Linked DNA regions of Sus scrofa: region 1 is linked to region 2. Evidence: chromatin contacts called from public promoter capture Hi-C data. All regions are on one chromosome and are shown on one strand. Each heading gives the region's core, a stretch centred on a gene start, on an enhancer-like site or on the middle of the called end of the contact. The rest is flanking DNA. Distances are from core to core; before and after follow the strand shown. Region 1 holds the start of PCYT2 (ethanolamine-phosphate cytidylyltransferase). Region 2 holds the start of CENPX (centromere protein X).

Region 1 (4,292 bases), core at 931-3,430, 93 kb before region 2:
CGAGCCTGGGGAGCCGCACTCCTGGGGACCCGGCAGCCGGCTTACCGTCGGTGTGCACACCCACGATGAGGTGGTCGCCCATGGCCCGTGCCTGGCGCAGCTGGTTGGAGTGGCCGTAATGTACCATGTCATAGCTGTGGGAGGGCAGGGCCGTCACACCGGCGCTCGGGTGCGGGCTTTGCTCCAATGCATCACCCTTGGGAAGCTCAGAGAAGCCAGCACTGGGAACTAAGTGCTCCCAGGGTCTGGCTGGGCCTGGGCTTTGCCGGGGGTGGGGGGGTGCTCGGCTCTCCACATGGCTGGTACCCGGGCCCAGGGCCAGACCCAGCAAGCGCAGCTGCGCCTGGGGACAAGGCCTGGCAGCCCCAGGGCTGGTGCGTTCACAGAACAGCCTCTGCTCCCCACACTGGGACGGCGCTCTGTCCTCAGGCGCTCCCCTCACAAGCGCAAACTGTCACAGGCTGTAGGATAAACCCACGATGATGTGGGGTGGACTGAACTCTGTATCCCCCGAGACAGGGCACAGTCCCTGTGGCCAACAGGAAACAAAGTCCAAGCAACGAAGAAGAACAATCGCTGGCTTCAGACTCCTGCCTGCTCCCCCTTGGCCTCTGGAAACTCAGACACTTTGCTCCCTGGGGCCAACACCCACCACCCTGTCACTTGGTTAGAGCGCTTTCATCCTCAAAGCCAGGCCAGGTCAAGAGTGAACTCTCAGCTGAAACCACACACAGCACCCACGGCCCCACTCAGGTGGCCATTGCGGGGCGGGGGGGAGCCCCACTTTTCTGGGGGCCCTGAGCTGGGCCCTCACGCTCGCCTCCTCCCAGCCTCGTGTTGCCTTCAAATAGGTGGAGCTGTCGCTCCTTCTCCTGGTGACCGAGACCAGCAGGTGCACAGAAGCATTCTACTCAACAGCACCTGCTGACCCCGTCACAGCACACCGGGCCCCAGCAGACAAGCCTGTGGGGTCCCAGAGCTCTGGTCCTAGGCTAAAAAAAGAGGGGGGTCCAAATTCAGGAGCCGAGCCAGCCCTGCGCCCACTGGATGGGCTGGGCAGAAGGAGGGTGCACAGCGCAGACTGCAGGGTAGTGCTGGGTCCAGGCACATCCCATCGCTCTGGCCTGCAGCCACGACTAGCTGGGGCAGGGGCCTGGCCTGCTCAGGCACAAGGTCAGAGTCCTGGGAAATGAAGCCACACCCCTCCACAAGGTGAGTCAGGTGCAAGCCCAGGAGTACAGCAGCCCTGCGTGCTGGCCCCTGAAGCCCTGGCCTAGCCAGACACGGTTTTTTTATTCTGCCGCCGTTCAGTAAACGTCGGAGGAGACAACCGAGGTGGCAACTCATCACCAGAGGTAAACTTTCCTCCTCGCTGCTGACAGCCTCAACCCTATCTTCCAAGCACTCCGGCTGTGCGGCTGGTCAGAAGAGAGAACAGTTAGGCACTGTAACCCTCCTGATCGGGCCCCAGGAGCCTGGGGGCTCCGTTAGGGTCTCGCACAGATCAGACACCGTCTGCGCCGGCTCCTGCCCAGACGCCCAGGAGAATCTTCCTGGCTAAGTTGGAAACAGGACAGGGAGAACTCTGGGTGCCTGGCTCTTCAGAAGAAGAGAGCTCCTAGGACAGACACTGCAATGGTTAAAGTCATCAAGATCAAACATGCTGCCTCCGCCACCACCGTGCACGAGACAGGTGGGACCGCCTGGCTGGCTCTCCGGCTTAACGACAGACGTGGCAAAAGGAGCGGCCCGGTAAAGGAATTCGTAAAGAGATACGGAGAAAGCTTCCACCGACCCGCAGCCGGGCTGCCCGCGGCGGGCGCGGTGACCTGGGGCCCAGGAGTCCTCCGTGGCCGAGTCGCCGCCTCCCACCGCCCCGGCGCTCGTCGGCCGCTCGGGCCCTGGCGCAGGCGGTCACCGCGGTCACCGCGGCCACCGCGGCCGCGCCCCCGCCCGCGCCCCCTGCCACACTCACCAGCCGTCACACCACACCCGCACGGGGCGCCTGCCCCCCGGGCCTGGCCGCTCGGCGCCTCCCGCCGTCTCGTGCCCGTTCCGGATCATAGCCCCGCGGCGTTGCTCGGCCCCGCCGGCTCCCGACTCCCGACTGCCGACTCCCGACCCGCTGCCGCCCGCCCGCCCGCGCGCGCACGCACGCGCCGTCACGCGGGCCTCACCCGCCGCGCGCAACCAATGGCGAGCGCCGCCCTGCCCCGCGTGCGAAGCCCCGCCCCTCACCCCTCGCGCGCGCCCCACGGCGGCCCCGCCCCCCGCCCAGGAGGGGTGCGTCCAGGTCCCTGGAGACCCCGCCCCTCCGCGCCAGGCCAATGGCGCGCGCGCACCGTCGCTCAGCTCCCGCCCGGCGGAGGGGCGGGGCAGGACCACGTGGGGCGCATCCACCCGCTCCCCCTCCCCGGGAGCCCCGCCAGGCGTCCGCGCGCGTCGGCAGCTTCAGAAGGGCAGTCACTCGGTAACACGGGGAAGACAGTGCGGAGATGTTTAATAATAAAAAGGTCTGCTGAGCGCCAAGGCTCAAAACCATCCCTTTGCAGCATACCCAATACAGAAAAAGGCTTCCTTGAATTTAACATTCTCAGTAAGAAGTAGTAGAAATAGGGTCGAGGCCCCTGAGACTAGCCTGATGAATGAGGTAAGGCAGCGTGTGCTTCCTCTTGGCCGGCCAGGCGTGCAATAACCCGAGTTCTGTTCTCACAGAAGACGTGGCTGCCCCCTCTTCGGGAAGAGGCTGCGCGGGCCGAGGGTCTTCCACTATTGGCCCGCGCGGGCGGCAGCCGCAGCAGTGCAAGGAGGCTTCCCCCGGGACAAAGGGCTAAACACGTCAGGATGAGAATGTCATCCCCAGAGCATTCTCGGGGGCAGTCCTGGCCTCCATGGTGCCACCTGCCCCTGCACGAGAGTCCCGGCTGTCTGCAAAGTGCCATCATTGTTCCCGGTCAAGCACCAGCTCACGTCACTTTCTTCCTTTTGGTTCGCTTGGTGCAGCCCCTGCCAAACCAGCCACCCAGGGCGGGGGCCGAGCTACGTGGCGCGCCCCTGTCCTCAGGCCCAGGCTCCTCTCGGCTCCTGCACAGAGACTTGCGACTGTGGCTGCCTTCTTCACCCGCACGCAGGGGAGTCGCCAGGGAGAAGATGGGGTCCTGCCACCTACAGAAAGGGAAAGCTGGGTCACGTGTCCCCGGGAGCCCCTCACGGTCGCAACCCGCCCCAGGACGAGGAAGCTGACTGAGGTGGCCCTGCGCCCCTCCCGTGTCTTAACGGTGACTGGGCTTGGCCTCCGGTAGCTCCAGAACATCTGCAAGGGGGGCGAGGTCCCCTCGGAGCTCAAAGGCCAGCAGCACCCAGACTAGCCCAGCCTCCGCAGAAGTGAGTCCTCCCCGGCGATCCAGGGGGCCGCGCACATGTGGGATGGGGCGGCGGCGGCGGCCTCTCGAGGGGTGCGGCTCTAGACAACTCTGGGCCCCACCTGTCACTTGTATGGCCAGGGGCAGGTGGACCAGACCCTCTTCCCCTTCCCAGCCCGCAAGACTTGATGGGAGGGAAGCTGACTAGGGAGGCGCCGCCTAAACACTACACCGCGGAGAGATCATGTGTCTGACTGAGATGTAGAAGCACACGTTATAAACTAAAGATACAGATAAGCACTGATAAAGAAAATGAGCTAAGTTAATGTGGAAAAAAAAAACGAAGGTACAGTACACGATAGGCCCACATTACAGAACACCACAAACATAACATACAAGAATTGCCAGGCCCAGAAGGTGAAGGGATCCTTAATTCTTGAACCCTTTCATTAAAAGAAGTAATTGATTTCCCCTATAAGACCCTGAAAATTCACAGAGAAAGAAAGTGTAAACTTTTTTACTCAACACACACACACACACACACACCACGTCTAAATATCGCAAATTCTGAATTAAGGCACAGTTTGCTTAAGCTCCCCCAAAGTACGCCAGCTCCCCAAGCCAAGTGCACCCAGATCCTGACGAGCAGAGCTGCTGAGAGCACGTCCCTTCAAGGCACCTTCCCGTCCAGGCCCCCTGAGGTGAAGGGGCCATCCAGGCACACCCTGGCAGATGCCCTCTCCCCGCAGGAAACCAACCACACCAGCCAGGGCACCTCAGCAATGCCAGGCCAGGCCCTGCAGAGGCCACCACACTGCAGTCACGCCTGAGACGCCATCTGCATCACCTCAGAGCTTTCTCTACGCTCAGCTCACGAAAGATGACAAGACAGCCCGTCCACACCGGGGCAGGGGAGGGGGCTGGGCCCGC
Region 2 (4,230 bases), core at 1,586-4,085:
CCATCTGCCGCATCCAGGCAGAGCATGACATGGGGAGGGGCGCTTTGCTGGGACGCTGGCCTGTCGCCGGAGCGGAGGAGAACCTGGGGGCAGCAGCTCCTGTCCCTTCTGAAAGTAGAAGCCACAAGACACGTGGACACGGGGCTTGGCCGTGACGCAGGCAGGCAGCCACGGTGAGGTGGAAAGCCTTAGAAGTCCAGGAGCTGTTGGGGGGCGGGGGGCGTGCTCAGAACCTGTGGGTGCGGCCAGCCCAGCCCCCACAGCGCCTGGACCAGGCCCCGCTCCCGGAGGCGCACCTACCAGCTGAGGCAGCACCTTCTCCAGCTGGTCCACATCCACGCGGGTCAGGTCCTCCGCCTGGGCCTGCCGGACGCTGCGGACGGCCGCTTCTGCAGGACACAGGTGAGCAGCGACGGCGGAACCCCAAGCCCTGGGCTTTGGGCCCGCTGCTGCCCCACCCCCGTGCCAGCTGACAGCTCAGAACCGGGGTCGGGCCTGAAACACCGCTTTCCAGGGACACAGAGCTGGGGTGTTTGTGGGAAAGTGGGAGTGTGCCCAGGTTTCCCCACCAAACACCACAGTGTAAAGGGATCACGGTGGTCTGGGCAAGCAGGACGGGACCCCGAGGACCCTGCCGGGCCCTCCGCTCACCCACAACGAAGACCTTCAGCAGCTCGGCCGTGAGCTGCAGCGCGTCCCCGCTGACTGCAAGGTGGGGAAGGGAGCGGGTCACGGACACGCCCTCTCCCTGCCTCCCCACTTTTGTCCCTGCCGCTTCTGACCCGGCTCACGTGCTTCGTGTCCAGTGGCCAAAGGCCCTGGCCCTGCAGAGCTGCAGTGCAGGGTCCCGGTGCCTGGCTGCCCGCCTCCCCCGCCCCCACCCCAGCCTCCGGTCCGCGCACCTTTGGTCTTGTCATCCTTGAAGTGCAGGTGCAGCAGCTTGCTCACTAGCTCCTGGGGACAAAGGAGGTGTCAGGTGGGCCACTGACCCCACCCTTTAGGCTTTGAGTCCTGGATGGGACAGGCTGGTAATTGCCACTAGAAGTGCTCTCTCTCCGGGGCTGGGGACTGGGCAGCGGGGAGACCGCTCCCTGGGAGGCTCCCGGCGGGACCAGAGTGGTTTCGTGCTTCTGGCCCAGGGACGAGGCGCTCTCCCACTGTGAGCCCTTCACGGGTCTGTCCACGCCAACATGGACAGCATCTTCCCGTAACTGGTGGGGAAGGGCACCATAGGAACCTTGGAGCTGGGCGGTCAAGGTCAGGGACGGAGCCCAGGCTACCAGCGGGACTTCCTGAACAGCAAGGATGGGCCAAATGCGGGGCAAGGCCCAGTCTCCTCAAGGGGGAGCTTGAGCCCCAGAGGACGGCACCACTGAGAGGAGATGGACTCGGGCCAGCAACTCAGCTCAGCTCGGAACATTTTCGTGAGGGACACACCCAAGGAGCCCAGGTAGAGCAGCCAGTGGGCAGCTGGGCCTGAGAGATGGCAGACGCTGGTGATGAGAACCGGGGAAGGTTGCTGAGGGTGGAGGCCAGACGAGAGAGGCTGTGAACGAGGGGCCAAGAGGACAGCAGCAGGGGGAGCCCAGACGGGGTGTTGTGCAGGCAAGGTGTGCTGGGACCCTCCAGGCCTCCAGCCTTGTCCACGGGAGATGGCACGGCCTCGCCCAGAGCTGCTGAGCAAAGCGGGAGAGCAGCGCGCGTGACGGGGAGCGGAGCTTGCCCCGGCCAGGGCTCAGGAGGGTGAGAGCTTGCAGCAGCCCGTACCTGCGGCAGCGTCGCAGCGGCCTCGCGCACCCTCCCAGAGTGAGCGCGCGAGCTTGGCGCCACCTGCTGGTCCCACCAAGAAAGCCCAGAAGGCCCTGCTGCCCCACTAGATCCCAGACTCCAGGGAAGAGCTGAAAGAGCCAGGCTGCCACCTGGGGAGCAGCTGCTGCACCGGCTTACCCTGACAACTAAAGGAGCCAGCACCAGCTGGGAGAGGGGGGTCCCCAAGCTTGCAAAGGGCAGCATGAGATCTGGGATTTGGTCAGCCTCTGTCTCTCTGTGTGGAGGACCACAACCCCCCACCCCGGCCCCGTGCCCCTCGCCTGGGACAGGCCTGCTCGTGGGTAATGACGGCAACCCCAGCTCTAGCCCGAGGCCTCAGGGCTAGGACTCCAGAGCTGCCCAGGATCCCAAGAAGGAGGCCCAGCCAGTGCTCCCCTCTGCAGCTATTACAGTGCAGGGAGGGCCCAGCCTCAGTGATTTCCCCTTTGACGCATTAACTCCTTCTAGGCCTGGGCAAAGTGGCCATCCAGGGTGAAGAGGGAGAACTCCCCCACTAGGGGCTGGCTGGACAAGGAAGTCCTCACCCAGGTACACAAAGGGCTGCTATCAAAAGCTCAGTGCTTCCTACCCTTAGCGCAGAGCAACAAAGCGAAACCCAGAGACCACTCACAGCCCGAAGGGTTTGGGAACCGAGCCTGCCGGCCTAGCGACCCACCCACTCGGGCCACGGAGGACTAAGTACGCGCGGGATGGGGGTCGTGGCCGATTCTGGGAATGGGCCGACCCTAGAAGGTACCGGCCGGCAGGACGGGGACTGGTTTAGGGCCCACACGTGGCTCACGCAGGGGGCCGGGCCCCGAGCTCGCTCCCAGTGCCTTCCCCGAGCCCCCTAGCCCGTCCCGCTCCGCCCCGCCTCGCAGTCCCTCGCTCACTTTCCGGAAGCCCGTGCCGCTTTCCTCCATGACCGCCGCCAAGTTGTGCGTTCTCAGAAGCCCGGCCCCCGCGCCTCCAGCCAATCGACCCGTAGCGCGCCTTCTGAAGCCTCGCCCCTGCGCCCCCCAGCCAATGGGGTCGCCGCGCGCGCCCACTCCCTCGCCCTAATTGGTCCTAAGCGAGCGCACCGCCCCCGCAAAGCGTCCTGGGAGTCGTAGTTTCCGCCAGGCCTTCCCGGCGCGCCCCGCTCTTCCTGGATACTGAGGGGCACCGCGGCCGCCAGCCCCCGCGGCAAGCGGGCGGGGTTCCTAGGCGCGAGGCCTGGGGCGGGGGCGGGAGCGGCCCCTCCGCTAGACGCCCCGCCCCCGAGAGCATCCTCCTCCCGGATCCTGGGCTTCGGCGACCCCGAGGATCACCCGCCCCCGCCCTCTCGGGGCCTCCCGCCAGTTGAAGCAACTGTTTGCTCCTCATTCCGCGGTTGCTGAGGGCGTAGGGTCTGTGTGCGCCCCCCTGCGCTGTCGGGGGCTCTCCGTAGACCCCAGGGGGAGGCTTACAGCCAGCAAGGACTGGGGCAGGGGAGCAGGAGCCAGCAGCCCACTTCCCCAGCCTCCCCGCCTCCGGGTGAGGCCTGTCTGGGAGCTTTGCCGGAAGCCCCGCCAGCCCTTCCCTCATGGAGGAGCTCCAGCGCGCCTACAGCCGGCTGTGCAAGGAGAGCGGGGCCGAGCCCCAGGAGGCCGTCCTGCAGCGGCTGCACGGGCTGCTGCGGGGCCGGCTGGACCTGGCCACACAGAGCTTGACGCTGGACACCTGCAGGGCTCTGGGCAAGCTGCTGCAGAAGGAGGCGCTGCTGACGGAACTGGTCCTGAGTGACTGCATGCTGAGCGACGAGGGTGGGCACCGACGGACCGCAGTGGCCACAGCAGCCCTTGCAGCTTCGAAGGGCGGGCAGGGGTCGGCGTCCCTGGGCTTGTTTGCCCTGCTGCTCAGCACCCCCAGGCCTTGGTGCTCGGTGGCCCGCCTGTCCTCTTCTTTGGGAGTCTCCCCTTCACTGTAGTCAAAGCAAGCAGCAGCATTCACTCGGGAAACTGGGGAGCATCTCTCTGTAGCGAAAAAACCTTAGCGCCCCCAGCCAGCTGGCTTAGGAGAGTCCGCATGGGGGGGGGTCTGCAGCCGGACTCCGCACCTGCCGCGTGTCAAACCTGACACAGGAGTGGGGCGACTGACTCATTTTTGGCATGAACCCTGGCTGGTCGGGGACCCTCGTCCCTTCCCTCCGTCTGGGGAGCTGCCCCTGATGGAGCCACCAGGAGCGGAGAGTGACTGTCCTGGTCCCTTACAGGAGCCACGATGTTGCTGCAGGGACTGTGTGTCAACACCGTGGTGCGGTTTCTGGATCTAAAGGTGGGTGGATCTGCGCTTAGGGCCCTGCCCCCCGGCCAGGGAGAGTAGCGAAGCTGCAGTTGTCCTGGGGCCCGGGGATCCCGATGGCGGCGAGAGATGGTGTCTGTACGCACTGACTCTCAGTCT

Evidence for each region. Promoter capture Hi-C pulls out the DNA fragments that hold promoters and counts their contacts.
Region 1: a promoter capture Hi-C map of fetal liver shows a contact between it and region 2, with 2.9 times the contacts expected there. The contact joins the promoter of PCYT2 here to the promoter of CENPX in region 2. A contact is called at or near these places in 3 of 5 promoter capture datasets (fetal liver, fetal skeletal muscle and liver), 16 of 47 Hi-C or Micro-C datasets (alveolar macrophages, brain, differentiating spermatogonia and 9 more) and 2 of 2 datasets of contacts at active chromatin or transcription factors (alveolar macrophages and skeletal muscle).

The regions. Positions count from the first base shown.
Region 1 is chr12:1,082,304-1,086,595 of Sscrofa11.1, reverse strand. It overlaps PCYT2 (ethanolamine-phosphate cytidylyltransferase), which reads right to left and starts at 2,180. Exons shown (of 13, transcript XM_021066429.1): 1 at 1,976-2,180; 2 at 46-134. The coding sequence starts at 2,064. It overlaps SIRT7 (sirtuin 7), which reads right to left. Exons shown (of 10, transcript NM_001114272.1): 10 at 2,715-3,165. The coding sequence ends at 2,967.
Region 2 is chr12:990,223-994,452 of Sscrofa11.1, reverse strand. It overlaps CENPX (centromere protein X), which reads right to left and starts at 2,835. Exons shown (of 4, transcript XM_021066397.1): 1 at 2,703-2,835; 2 at 903-954; 3 at 310-389; 4 at 1-65. The coding sequence starts at 2,732. It overlaps LRRC45 (leucine-rich repeat-containing protein 45), which reads left to right and starts at 2,942. Exons shown (of 17, transcript XM_021066372.1): 1 at 2,942-3,593; 2 at 4,043-4,104. The coding sequence starts at 3,374.